3 separate regions of the Zea mays genome follow, and all the other regions are linked to region 1. The links are chromatin contacts, called in public Hi-C maps. All regions are on one chromosome and are shown on one strand. Each heading gives the region's core, a stretch centred on a gene start, on an enhancer-like site or on the middle of the called end of the contact. The rest is flanking DNA. Distances are from core to core; before and after follow the strand shown.

Region 1 (4,816 bases), core at 787-3,286:
TGGGTGACCAGCAGGGAGCGACGCAGCGCAGAGGAGAGAGACGGAAGCGTCAGCAGCAATCTACCGCCCCTCCCTAACGAACCACCCTAACGAACTACCGCGACTGAGAGAGACAGAGGGGCACGGGCACCAACCAAAGAATGATTAGTTAGGAGACGGAGTGCCTAAGCACGACGCCCTCGAGCTCTATCAAGTTCACCCAATGATTTCGGCACGCCTTTTTGCCGTTCCCCTTCTTCAGCCACAAGCTAAGCTTTTAGCTACTACTAGTTAACAGGTGGATCCCGAATCCCTAACGGAACTTAACTAACAAATCGACACCGCAAATCGGGGGGAATGCAATGCCATTGCCATCATCGTCTGATGTGGTGTGATTGCAAAACGAGGGAGATTAGCTAGGGATTTGTGGCGCGTACCGTTGGGCATGAGCTTGGGGTCCACGACGAGCTCCCCGTGGATGCGGAGCCCGACGATCATCTCGTCGAAGCAGTGGACGCGCCGGTCGGAGCGGAAGTCCACCACCTTGTAGTTGGTGAGCTGCTCCAGGACGGCGCCGTAGCGGCCCAGCCACCAGTAGTGGTACTCGAGCACCACCAGCACCACCTCGCCGCCGAACCGCTGCGCCGTGACGAACAGCGGGATCAGCCCGTCGCTGAACTCGTGGTACACGTTGCCCGTGTACCCGCCCGTCGAGAGCACCACCGCCGGCACGCCGCGCGGGTGCCGGACGTCGCACCGCCGCCGCAGGGCGCTGGCGCTCGCGTTGTGGCCGCCCGGCACGGGCACGATGGTCACCTCGTCGATGCTGCTCATCACGCTGTCCTCGAACTTGCGCGTGTACGGCCGCACCTTCTCGGGGCCGCTCCCGCGGGCCGCGTTGTACAGGAGCACCGACGAGGTGGACGGGTCCGTGCGCACGTCGCCGCGCAGGTAGCACACGTCGCTGCGGTAGTGGCTCCGGTCGCAGCACAGGACGCCCTCCTCGCCGTGCCCCGCCTCACCTGCACCAGTTCGTTTCGATTCGGTTGGGTTTCGATCCGGTCGGACATAGCTACCAAGCTGATCCCCCAGCCAAGCCAATAAGCAACTCACCGCTGATGAAGGCGGAGCAGGGGAGGGAGGCCACCGACCGCGTCTCCTCGCGGGCCTCGAGGCTGTTCTGGTTCGACGGCAGGTGGGTCTTGAGCGCCTCCAAGTCCTCCCGCCTGTCCACGCGCTCTGCGGGGAGGGGGGGGGGGGGGGGGGACGAGTCGCCGTTTCAGCGCACGCGAACGCAGGGAGCGAAGGACGGAAGGAGACGCGACCAATCCAGCATTCCATGGCTGCGACCCGGCGAGAGAGCAAGAAGGGGTTTGGGGACTCGGGCGCCCGGCTTACCTGAATCGGCGGTGGAGACGACGAGGGAGGCGCTGGGGATGCGAAGCACGGTGACGACGCTGTACACGGTGAGCACGAGCAGGGGCACGAGGCGGCAAGCATACCGGCTCCTCCCGCCGCCCAGCTTCTTGTGCGGCGGCGGCGGCGGCGACGGCGGGGACCTCCGGATCCACGACGGGCAGCAGGAGTGGGCGGACGGCTTGTGATGCTGCGGCAGCTGCATCATCCTCTGGCTCTCGCTCTCTCGGCTATCCCTTCCTCCTCCCTAGCTCCCTCGCTCTCACCGCCGCATGCTACGCCGCCGCCGCTGCTCTCCCTCCTTGCTTCCTTTGCTGCCACGCCGCGCGCGCTGAGCTAAAACAGCTGACCTCACACACCAGGGATATATGCAGCTGGTGGGATAGAATGGCGAGGAGGTGACGAAGTGGAGGCGAGATATGATGCTAGCCGCATCTGATGATCATATTCATGGGGGCGGAGTTGGGGTGGGGAGCAGAAGAGGTGAGCGGTGGAGGAAATGACGAAGGAGAATGCAGAGCACCGGGCTCACATGGAAGACAAGGAGAAACAGGGTGTTTTGATGACGTGTGCTAAACTTCCTCCCCTCTGTCTGCAGCTAATCCGTGTAGTTCCAACTGGTCAAAAGTCAAAGCCATACGGTGTGAGAAATGGGTTGTTTAGATTCTAGATTAATAATTATTGCAGGTTCTCCGTTCTCACACAACAGGCCTAGTGTGGCTTCGGGCTGGGCATGGGCCTGAGCCTGAAACAGCCTGGTCCAAAAGCACCAGGGTCAGTCAACCCAGGTCGAGTAATCCAGCGTCCAGCCTATACGGGCTAAGGCTGGATCCAACAAGGTCCCCTAAAGGGTTCTCTACCCTAAATATAGAGGACCAAACGGTCTTCTACACTCTCCAGCAACGTCCTCTAAACGGTCCTTTAAATTTAGAGAACGCTGCTGGATTCTCTATATATAGAGTTTCTCTAAACGATTCTCTATTCATTTGACTACTTTAAATAACCGGTTTAGTAAAACTAAAATATATACAATATTGTTGGAGACTTGTTCTCAAATGCTATGAATTAAGAACAAGGCAACATAAAATGTTAAATGTTAACGTCCTTCGTCCACGAAGCATTATTCCCTTGAGGATAATGAACCTTGGACGAAAGTTGATGAGAATATAATTACGAAGGTTAAGTCTTCGTAATTGAATTTTAATAGATTGTATAAAATAACATAAAATAAAGGGTATCAAAGGTAAATGAATCATAAACGAATCGTATTATATTTACTTAATATATTGAATCATTGAATATAGTTATACCTCTACCTTGGCAAAGGTTGGTTCCCGAATGATGCGATTGCCATTACCAGAATGCGTGAACAGTAAAGGAATACTGTTCACTATTTATAGACACAGGACACAGCCTGTGAAGAATTACAATTATGCCCCTCATAAAAGTTTACAACATTGACTCAGACCTTTATGGACTAAAAGGTCATTCTATCTTTAAGTCGGTTTGTAATACCGAAGCTTCATGAAGAGGAACCTTCGGCCATCTCATACAAACAACTTCAGCCGAAAGCCGCTTCTTCCTACAAGACCTTCGGCGACGAAGCATAGTCCCAACAGTAGCCCCTTTCGTGGTGCTAGATCGTTTTTCGTAACGAGCTTGATCCGTGAAAAAAGTCTCTTAAGCTTCGGGGAGCCGAAGGTCCAAAAAACACCTTCCCTGAGCTCGTTGTCGAGAAACGATTCAGTTTCCCAGCGCGTAGCGGTCCCACCTTGCAGAGTTACTGTTTGTCTCTGCGGTCCACCACGCAGCGAGTGCAAGCGGGTGTCCGCCTGGTGTAAAAATCCTGGCGCTTCGCCTTCTTACCTGCAGTACTATATAAACAGACGAGTAGGTGTGAAGTTACCACAGCATTCATTGCTATTTGCACTGTTTTGCTGCCAAAATTTTTAACCATCGCCGAAGCTTGACTCTCGGAATCGAACGAAGCTCCAACTTGAAGCCTGCTTTGTCAGAAGAAAAAACTTCGGAAGAAAAAAGTATTTAATTTCCACAAATTCATAATTAAATGGCCAGAGTGCGTTCTACCGCTGGGGTTGAGCGTGAGGGGGCGAAGCTGAAGGTTCGGAGACTGTTCCCATCTTCGAAGCGATGCAACGATCCGGGCTGGTAACTTCGGAAAAGATCCCCAGCGATGATGCAGAACAAGCAGAACAGGCAACTGCCGAAGCAGAAGAAGAAAATATTGAGGAAACTGATCCCGAAGATGATTATCGTATTGCCATGCCGAGCAAGCCCAGCCACTTGGACTTCGGAAAGTCTACTGTTTCGAAGGTTGATCTCTCCAAGATGGTAAAGTCGGGTTTTTTCAGTGAAAATCAGAAGAAGCTATTACGCTTCGGGGGAGAAGAAACTACCCCAAAGCCGGAGAAGGATGAAATAGTCATTTTCAAGAGCTTTCTAAAGGCTGGATTAAGATTCCCCCTACATGGGATTATTGCAGAGGTACTGAAGAGATTTGGTATCTACTTTCATCAGTTGACTCCTAACGCTATCGTTAGGCTTAGTGTTTATATCTGGGCACTCCGAAGCCAAGCGGTGGAGCCGTTTGCGGACAGCTTTTGTCGAGTTCACGAGCTGCACTATCAGACGAAGGCTAGAAAAGATGGATTGCATGATAATTTTGGTTGCTATAATTTTGCTTATCGGAAAACCACAAAGTTTCCTGTAATCAGTTACCAAAGCAAATGGGCAGCAGGCTGGAAGTCGGAGTGGTTCTATGTCAAGGTTGATGATGACAAGGAAAAGCTTGTGCAAAGTCCACTTGAATTAATCTTCGGAGAAACCCGACCTCGTTGCAACATGACACCAGAAGGTCCAACCCAACAAGCGTTGGATGAATTCAGAATTATTGCAGAGCATATCAGTACAAGAGACCTGGTTCAGGAATTTTTGGCTTTCAAGGTTTTTCCTAGTTTAAAAGAATGGGAAATGCCGAAGCTAAAGGGGGAGAAGAAAAAAGGTGAACTTGTGTGTTTACCTTACTATTTCAAGTTTAAGAAATACTTTAAAACACCTTGCCAAGAGTGGCTGGATACAATTGAAGTAATGTGCAATGAAATACTTGGCAATTACTCCAAAAAAGAAGATCAGTTGATGACTACGAACTTCGGCACCCGTCCGAAACGAAGACTGAATCGAGTGCTGGACGCCTTGGGTTTTGAATACCCTGACTATGAAAATCTGAATAAAGGTGTCGGGGGCCAGAAAAGGAAAAGGATAACTGAAGCCTTAAATGAAGATGAGAAAGAACTATCAAAGAAGAAAATTCCGAAGAAGAGGAAAGCGTCTTCTCCGAAGCAAAAAATATCCGACGAAGAAGAAACCCCCGCATCACCCTCTGCCACTGACGTGGAGGAAA
Region 2 (4,816 bases), core at 986-3,485, 160 kb before region 1:
GTGGACGGTAGGGCCTTCAAATGTGCATTTGATACATATATTCGTCATCAACACTAAAAAAATCGTCATCTACCTCCAAACCTCACAAGCCTGGAATCTCTTTAAACAACTGTGCGTTGAGCATCTTGCACCGATCGGTTTGGAGGTGGTGTACGACTGGATCAGATCCCCTCGTTCATCATCATCCTTTCCGTGCAATCTGGTGACTAGGCTGTCATATCTGTTACTACTCTGTTAGTTGAGCACTTGAGCCCATGCCATGTAGGCCACTAGGCTCCTCCTTCCCCATGATTCGATTCGATGTTCGTCTCAACTAGTCTATCTATCTATATAATCTATTCGTACACGACACGACACCAATATAATGGCTGCAACGTTGCATGCACAATTTGCACACATTTAATTTGTCTCCAACCAAACCTAATCAATTTTTTATATTTGAAAAAAAATAATGCACAGCACAAGGCGCACGTTTGTTTAAAAAAAACACAGTCAAGTCACTCTCTCTCTCTCTCTCATAAAAAATGGAGGCCAGAGTCAGCCCAATTGCTAGGTCCTTGCATGCATGCCTGGCTGATGACGCGCTAGTTAATATCGCCGTCTAATCGCACGACACAGCCGCAGCCGCAACCGCTCTGCCTGGTGATAGCTTGTCTCAAGATGTCAAGCAATGAAGCGACGACGGCGACGCTGTCTGTTACTGTTAAGGTTAGGTGGCTGCTTACCCGTCGATGAGGTGGAGGTGCGCCTCCAGGTCGTGGTAGCACGCGGGGTCCAGCGTGTCCTTGAGGAACGGCGAGCGCTTGTGGTCGAGCGGCAGCTCCACGCCGACGTGGGCGTAGCACCAGGGCACACGCAGCAGGCCTTCCGCCACGCGCCGCACCACCTCGGGCGCCCCCTCGTTCAGCAGGATCCCCGGCATCCGCGTCACGTTGTCGTGCACGTTCACCACCCGCAGCGCCCTCACCCCGAGCTCCTCCTCGAAGCGCCGCTTGAACGCCGTGTTGCCCACCCGCGGGCCCCCGAACGAGAACACGCACACGGGCGCGGCCTCCATGTTCGCGCCGGTCTCCGCGATGTCGTAGGCGCTCAGCATGGCCAGCGCGCTGCCGAGGCTGTGCCCGGTCACCGTCACGCTCACGTCCTCCCCCGCCGCCGTGTAGCGGCCCACCAGCCGGCGGACCTCCGTCAGGACCTGCTCGCGCGCCGAGTACTTGCAGAACCGGCAGCTGGGGTCCCGGTCCGTGTACAGGTCCACGAACCCGGCCAGCACCTTCACCTCCCGGTCCGGGCACGGGATGCCCTCCTCCGCCACGGGCCGGAGGAAGTCCATGAGGTCCGACACCCATTCCAGCCGCGTCACCGTGCCGCGCCACGCGATGGCGATGTCGCGCCGCCCCAGCCGCGCGCTCTCCTCGTCCGTGGACACGGCCACGTACCCGATCCAGCTCGCGCTCTGGCTCCAGATCCTGGCGCCCGCCCGGGACTGCGGGAACAAGTTGGGGAACCGGATGTTGGACGTCGCGAACAGGTACCGGGACACCACGTAGCCGCGCGCCGCGTCCGCCATGCCCAGCCGCTCGAACAAGTCGCGCCGCGAGTACTTGCAGCTGCCGCAGTAGCGGGACGACGGGTCGTAGTCGAAGGCGTCGTAGCAGGCCTGCGCCAGCTCGCCGTACCGGATCAGCTCCGACCGCAGCAGCGGGTCCATGGGGTCCAGGAGCCCCGCCCAGTCGTCGCACCCGTGGATCTCGCGCCACCGACTGCGCAGCTCGTCCCGATGCTTCCCCGCGCCGCGGCGCCGAGCGTTGTCGTCGTCAAGGAACTGCTGCTCCTCTTCTTCCTCCTCCCGCTGCTCTTCGTCTTCTTCTTCCAGAACGTCGTCGCGGTACTGGGCGTTCGCCACGTCGTGCTCGAGCCTTCCGACGAGGGAGGCGACCGCGTCGTCCTTAGTGGCCGCCAAGCGAAGCCGCAGAGTGTTTGAGGTGGTGAGTGATCGCCATCGGCGAGGGGCTGGGCCGCCCGATAGGAAGGAGAGGTGTGGGTGAGTGCTAGCATGGTGGGGAAGAGTCGGTAGCCGGGCGGGAAGGTCGCGGCAGGAGAGGGGCGCCATTGGAAGGCGGCTGAGGTAGTCGTCGTCTGCGGTCTGCTGGATGCGAGGAGAAGAACCGAGGAGACCCAGTTTTGTGCTGGTGCCCACCAGCGACCAACGAGCAGGAGCTGGACGTCAACGCAGCGGGTAGCTAGCCTCAGTGATAATAAGTACTATTTTATTCAATATATCAGTACTCCTTAGACTTGAATTGACGTCACATTGGTTTGATATCGGTAGAGTATTGCCATTGTACTCAAGCTTTTGCGCTCACCTACTGTATTTCACATTTCCTATTGTACGGCTGAGTGCTGACCGGTATGTTTGGTCGCAGTAGTTTACTTTAGATTTTGAAAGGGAATTACAAGTATTAAATATTTATAAAATTAATTATATAGATAAAAGCTAAACAGCGAGACGAATTATTAAGCATAACTAAACTTATTTTTAATACTCGTAATTGATATTTAAACATTTATTTTGACACTTACTAAAGTCAGGACACCAAACGCCCCTTTAACAGCAACAGAGATGTTTGGTCCTAAAAATATAAAGTTTAGGATACTTTTTATTGTTGGATTCAGATTAGATACTATCTCCCGAAAATAAAGCAAAAATTAGACGCATGTGATTTAGCAAATCCCTATTTTATTGAACTGCCATCAATATAAGGTCATGATCAGTTGACCACGCGAGGGGCGTGTTTGTTTTGTTGCTGACCTTACCTCACGAGTTGCCTTGTCAAGGCTAGAGCCAATATGACTAGCTCAAGTTATGGAGAAAACTAAACACACACATCCGGGTAACCATGATGCACATCATGTTGAGAAGCATTTGTGGCACTGGTCACGGCCGGACGGTCCGGTCTTGAGGACCGGATGCTGTGGCCCACGGACGGCCCATCTATAGGCGTGGACAGTCCGCGAATAAATCGAATCAGACGCAAATAATCGTTTTCTGTGCGAGTTTATCCTCTAAATCCACGGTTGTTGTTGGGAGACGCCTAGTAACGAGTCCAAACTTTCTCCCTTATATATATTAAGGGGTACGACCGATTGCAATCACCAACAATCGATCAAACAATCAATATACTTTCCGTTCTTTACATTTTTGCTCTAGGAGTAGATAGTAACATAGTTTTCCCTCTCTAATCTCCGTCTCTCTTAGACTCCACGTCGTTTAGAGGTGTCTTAGGTGGCCTGCTGACCCTAAGACAAACCCTAGAATCTCTCCTCGACGGGGTCCCTCCCAAGAGCGAGATCTAGGTGTTGTTGGTGGACCCGTCGCCTCTGCGCCCGCGCGGACCATCTAGCCATCAGGCGCGGACCGTTTGACTCGTCAGCATAAACCCTAGCCCCTACGCCAGGTCAAGGACCGTCCGACCCTCAGCAGTGGACCGTCTACGTTTCACATAAAGCACCGTCACCAATACACATCACAGTGATTGGCGCCTGGATCGGTACCAACACATTTTTTGGCGACTCCGCTGGGGAAATCAGTGAAGATCTATCAGAACGGTCCTTAATGGTCTGTTCAAAAGATAGCTCTCACGTCTCTCCCAGCAACATCATCGAGCTGACTATACAAACTCTGCCGGCTGAAGATTAGCATGAGTTCGAAGAACACAAGGAGCAGCTGATAAAGGAAGCACACACGAAATTCTTGGCCAACTTCAAACTTCAAAGTGGATAGGAATCACAAGGTCGTCCGGCAGCGGGCGACTGATCTGGCTTCACTTCGATCTGCTACAGCAACCCCCAAGGTAAGCGAAACAAATGAAATTCAATCTCTTAGAGCATACATAGATGAGCAGCGAGACCAAATGCAATAGACCATTGTGGATATGCAAAAATGATTATATGAGGCTAGCACGCGCATTTGATAAATCTATTGTCGCTAATTTTCCTTCGCACAAGGTTGAATCTGGAGAAAACACACGCGATTCATCGGCTACAGATTGGCATGACCAATCACAACCCCTTTACGGGATGCTGATAGACACATATCATAGACAACCACACCCTCCTATGCAAATTGGGGGTAAACCCACCGATCTGCGCACGATCGAACCGTCCGCACGAGAGCGTGGACCTTCCGGGCCAACGGCGGCCGACCCCGTTTTTAGAACTGAATTACTGAAACCCACACCTGGACCGCCACATCTCTCACAAACCCTGAACGAACAATTCAGACCATCCATGCCGGACAGTTCGAATACATCCCTGAATGGTCTGGCCATGCGGCCGGACAGTCCGCACACATAGCCGGATAGTCTACATATTTGGCCAAACGGTCCGGTGCAGAATACATAGAACCTAATTATAATGGTTATTCCCCAACTACACATCCGTCCTAGCTCAACCTCCCGCCGCAACCTACAGTGCCGCAGCACCATAATATGACATCCCAGACACGTGGGGGCGAGTACTTTTTGTCCCCTCCAAAGGCTGGAAAGGGACAACCAGCCGTACGAGCCACATAGGGCAAGCATTAATGCCCCACAAAATCAAGTACGTTTTGTCCCCTCCAGATGGTTGGAAAGGGACAATCATCTGTACGAGCCACATAGGGCAAGCATTAATGTCCCACAAAATCAAAGCCAATGGGTAGGGAGACAACATAATATCCAAACACCCACACCTATATTGCACCAGAGAGCCGGTGGACTACCACCACCCGCCATTGACATAATAAGAGAGGAGATACCCGGGGCGTTCCGAGATA
Region 3 (4,816 bases), core at 834-3,333, 140 kb after region 1:
GGGGGTCGGCGCCAAGATCTATGGCGCCGACCCCCTGGGACTTGCCACATCGGCTGCCACGTAGGAAAAGTCGGCGCCAATTATGTCGGCGCCACTATGTGTTACCTCGGCGTCAATGATGACGGCGCCGAGGTTAGGGTCCATTTTTTGAAATGAAACTACAAAAGGCATAATTGTGCAAAAAACCTCAAAAGAGCTAAAATGCAAAAAAGTTGGCTTATATGGGCCACGACATCCAATAAAATCACATATAAGTAGTTATCCCGGTGGTATAAGTACTATGTTTTTAATTTGACAATTAAGGTTTAAGTCTTGTTGATCCCTGTTTTTTTTTCTTTTTTATATTTTTTCTGGCACATCCTAATCGTGGCAGCTAGATCCACCGCTGCGGTGAAGTACTCGATGATATGATTGAGGACACCCCTTGGTTGACGTGGCAAGCGCCATGCGTGTGCTGATGATATAAGCTAAGGATTGAGAGGCAAACATGTATTCGATCCTGGCACCAGTATACCACACAAACAAAATGACTATCTCTGCAAATGAGACTTGCGACAGGATAAGTCACGAAAGAGACGGCAACAGAATTGAGAGAGGTTATTGTCCTTGCCAATCCAAGCGTCATATTCCGGATTTGGTGTGGGCTCGGAATCTAGGTAAATTATATAATCTAGTGCAAATAATTCAAGTGGCAAACAAACAACCATATTATGTGGATAGATTATATAATTTCAAGGTCAGATTATGATAATCCCATAATTTATTTAAGATGAGTTTATTGGAGATTATTTTTGGTAAAAGATCCACTGCCTATGGTTATGTTACTAGAAATTACAACGTCTGTCATTCACTTTTCTTCACGAACATGCTAAACCCGAAACCCCAGCACATTCCATCCAGCCATCGCATCGCTTCTCCAATCCAACCCGCCTGCAGCATGTCCATGAACAACCCGTTCACGACGACGGCTGATCCACGGTGGCAGCGCGGCTGCAGAGCTTCATGTCGCGGGCAGAGGAGGTCGCACCTCTATCCATGGCGTGCATGAGCGGCGGACGTGACCTTGCCAATAACACCGCCGGTGCAGGGCGCGACCTCGACCCCATGCTTGCGACACGCACCATCAGCCACGGTCGTGAACTAGAGAACGGCGGCACGGGCTCGTCAACTGTGTCATGGGGCGTCATCAACTGTGGCGCATGGCGCGAACTACCGAATGCCGGCATCGCCACAGTAGTCCACGGCGTAGATGCTGCCTACCATAGTTCGGGTGTGCTCTAGCTGCTCGATAAAATGTTCACAAGAAACATACATGTGCATGCCTCTGTTGTAGCTTCTCGTGGATGAATAACATTCATGATCAAATTGCCAATGCATTATTTGCTAGAATAATACCATTTTCTTTGTAGCGTACTTTCTTATAGAACAATAATATGTACTCGTAGGAATGATAAGCATGGATCAAATCGAATTAAGATAAGGCTTTATTTATATTTATTTTTAAAATAAAATAAATATAGAGACCTAACAAATTGTAAAGAAATATTTAGATCACGATCCATACCACCCTTATATACAACAAATTGTAAAGAAATATTTAGATCACGATCCATACCACCCTTATATACTTGTATAATCTACACTACCAAACAGTTGCATACGATAAATTATAATCTAGATTATATAATTCAGATTATAATCAAGATTATATAATCTTTAAGGTGAAATAGACAGGCCATTAATTCCTCATTTTGTGGAGATTCCTCATTTATTTTGTGGAGGTGGCATTAGAGGTAACAGTTGTGGAGGTGCCATTAGGGTACCAGTGAGCTCTAAATTTTATACTATAAGATTAAAGGATCAGACTCTATTTCTATTCATTTTTAAACTAAACTTTATTTAGAGCCCAACCATTTTGTGAAATTATTTAGATCACGATCCATTACCACACCAACACTGGTGCCACGCATACACAGCAGTGCAGTTTGTACCATATACGTCATCATACTCGTATGCCACTGAGCAGCTTGCAGTAACTCCTGGTACACGCGGCATTGCCAGCCACTCGGTGCACAACGAGTCAGCACATACAAGACCAGTAGACCACTATCAATCAAATTAATGTTCAGGTCCGAACCTGTACACTGGTATATATGGTACACTGAAACCCAAAAGGTATCAGGCGGCATAATTATACATGTAGACCAAAGGGAAAAAAACCTAGGTGGTGGTTATCAACTCTAGGAGTATTTCACTATCGCTGTCTTCTCATTCCCCGGTTATCAACAAGAAATACACCCTGCCATGCATGCCTATGCGATGATAACTATGTGCAACTTGCAACTCCACTGCAGGTTGAGATTTTGCTAAATTTGAAATGCTGCAAAATGGATGGGTGCAAGAAATGAGATATGGGGTCAAAAGAATACCACAAGCCTATGAACAAAAAGGTCAAAAGCCATTAGAAGCCTCCGTCAATAAATGGGCATCATCAAGAACGACATCAGCCGGGTCCCCAATCCAAAGTCTATCCCTCCACCGAAACTTTATCCTCAGCTTTCCGTTTGCATCCACACCCACAACCTCGCCTTTGCTCGCGTAGGTCTCCATCCCCCAGCCCCATCTGGGGGATACAAGACCAGATCGTATCCGTACTTTGTCACCTTGTCTGAAGGGCCTCACCTTTTCCACCTCCCATGCTTTGCATAACCACAGCCTCTCACAGAAGCAGAAAGCAATCCAGAGCTCTCCATCATCAGCCCGGTGGACCACCCCTATACTGCTGTGGTTCACATCACCCCATTGATACACTGGGGTTCCAACTGAGTCCTTAACCTTCACCCAGTCCCCAATACAGACTTCCTCCTCGTCCTCCACTTTTTCCACCTCTGCTGGGTCTGTCAACCAAGCCCTGGCACCAGCTGGTGTATGAATCCTCAGTTTCCCATCTGCGTCAATAGATGAGATTGTCCCTATGCTTGAATGACTATGATTGGACCAACCAAATCTTGGCTGGCGGATACAGCCTCTGATTCGAACACGCTGCCCAACAACAAACTTGCTAACTCCTTCAAGCTGGCTAGAAGGCCCAATCCACCTTTCCTGCTCACCACAAAAAGCGACATGAATGGTTCCATCCCAAGCATCACCTTGATATCCCACCCCATGCACCACACCAATGCTACCAGGCTTGAGTGATCTCCACTGCTCCACATCGTTCCTCAGCCTAACCCACTCTCCAACCTCGAAGATATTCTCAATTTCAAGATCTGCAGGATCGCCTCTCCACAATCCCGGCACACCAAAGAAGGCGACCCTTACTTCTCCATCAGCATGTACACCAGCGATGATGCCTCTAGAATCAGGGTTCGCATCTCTCCATCCCCATCTAGGCTCTGAAATTCCAGCACGGAACCGAACATGCTGACCAATTTTTACTGTCTGCACTTTCTCAATGTCTGTGTTATGGGTTAGCCACTTCCCATGCCTGAAACAGCCAGCTAACTCCAAGTAACCAGAGTCCTGAATGCTATGGACTACTGCAATGTTTATTCTCCCAACACTATTCCAGTCATAAGTAGGTCTGCTCCCAATACTTGGTTTTGGGCGGACCCAATCTCCAACCTCAAAAGCTGAAAGCCTCTCAGCGTCACCAGGAGCAACCTTCCATAAGCTTTTTCGGCCAGAAACCTTGATATTTAAAGTCCCATCCATGTCAATCCTTGATATGGCTCCAATAGTAGCTGCAGTTTCATTTAACCAGCCGAGGCGTGGCTCAGATATGGAAGGTGACACATGAACTTTTTCCCCTACTTCAAATGGTTGTGCCTTCTCGATATCTGCAACTGAGCAAAGAAAAAGCTTGCTTCTAAAGCAGAAAGCAACACCCACATCTCCATCATCTTGTAGACTATGAATTATCCCAATACTATTTCGAGTCACATCCTCCCATCCATATTTGGGTGAGGGAACTGTCACTTTGACTCTAATCCAATCGCCAACCTGCAAATATAAATGGAAGGTAATGATCCAAAGAAAATCGATTAAGGCATTAACATGAATATTAAAAAGTTTATACCTTGAAGTTCTCAATCTTTTCCATGTCCGATGGATCTGCCTGCCATGGTGCAGCCCGATTAGGAATATCAATGATGAGCAGGCCATCACTCTCGATGTCAATTATTTTCCCAACACTGTGATGAGTCTCACCGCCCCATGCATATCTGGGCTCTGCAACAGACCTCTTTACACATACTTGGTCCCCAATCTGGAATTTCGTTTTGCAAAAACAAGAACATAACTAAGAAAAAACAAACAGGCACCAAAATTCCACGAAAGCACAAATATACGAAAGGTGAGTTTCCATTGCTGTATAGCCCTACTGAATCTAGTTAGAATTGTAAAATAGACAGTAAAAATTGATCTTTATGTTTATATAACCATAAGGTAGTCAAATAAACACCACAACAGTACAAAGGGAGCCTTAGATGTAAGGGATTGTAAACACAAGAAGAAATAGATTATATACTCCCTCCGCTCCAAATTATAGTTTACTTTGGTTTTGTCCTAAGTCAAAAATTGCTAGCTTTGACCAAGATTTTAGAAAATAATATTAACACCTACAAGTTCAAATAAATACACTATTAAAATATATTTCATGGAGAATGTAATGAAACTAATTCAAGATTGTTGGTATTTGTGTGTTTTTCATAAACTTAGTCAAAAAAAGAGGTTCAAATTAAGACAAAGTCAAAGTGAACTATAATTTGGAACAAAGTATTGAATAGTAGATAGTTCAAATAATTGAACAGAACTA

The links. Hi-C and Micro-C count contacts between places; a contact is called where the count stands out from the background.
Region 2: a Hi-C map of tassel shows a contact between it and region 1, with 2.3 times the contacts expected there. The contact joins the promoter of LOC103635734 here to the promoter of LOC100194393 in region 1. A contact is called at or near these places in 3 of 25 Hi-C or Micro-C datasets (bundle sheath, ear and tassel).
Region 3: a Hi-C map of leaf shows a contact between it and region 1, with 8 times the contacts expected there. The contact joins the enhancer-like site here to the promoter of LOC100194393 in region 1. A contact is called at or near these places in 15 of 25 Hi-C or Micro-C datasets (bundle sheath, ear, leaf and 4 more) and 2 of 3 datasets of contacts at active chromatin or transcription factors (leaf and seedling).

What each region holds. Positions count from the first base shown.
Region 1 is chr8:116,471,283-116,476,098 of Zm-B73-REFERENCE-NAM-5.0, forward strand. It overlaps LOC100194393, which reads right to left and starts at 2,037. Exons shown (of 4, transcript NM_001352342.1): 1 at 1,378-2,037; 2 at 1,093-1,218; 3 at 417-1,001. The coding sequence starts at 1,603.
Region 2 is chr8:116,306,969-116,311,784 of Zm-B73-REFERENCE-NAM-5.0, forward strand. It overlaps LOC103635734 (phospholipase A1-Igamma1, chloroplastic), which reads right to left and starts at 2,236. Exons shown (of 2, transcript XM_008658116.2): 1 at 726-2,236. The coding sequence starts at 2,113.
Region 3 is chr8:116,611,413-116,616,228 of Zm-B73-REFERENCE-NAM-5.0, forward strand. LOC103635738 (E3 ubiquitin-protein ligase KEG) reads right to left here. Exons shown (of 15, transcript XM_008658118.3): 14 at 4,079-4,267; 15 at 2,083-4,002. The coding sequence ends at 2,452. Among protein-coding and RNA genes, the nearest start is that of LOC103635738, 23 kb to the right of the region's middle. Within about 2 kb of position 2,084, at least 18 of the 20 cell types and tissues checked have an H3K27ac peak or open chromatin away from gene starts, as enhancers often do. A contact at or near this core is called in bundle sheath, ear, leaf and 4 more, where this site is marked.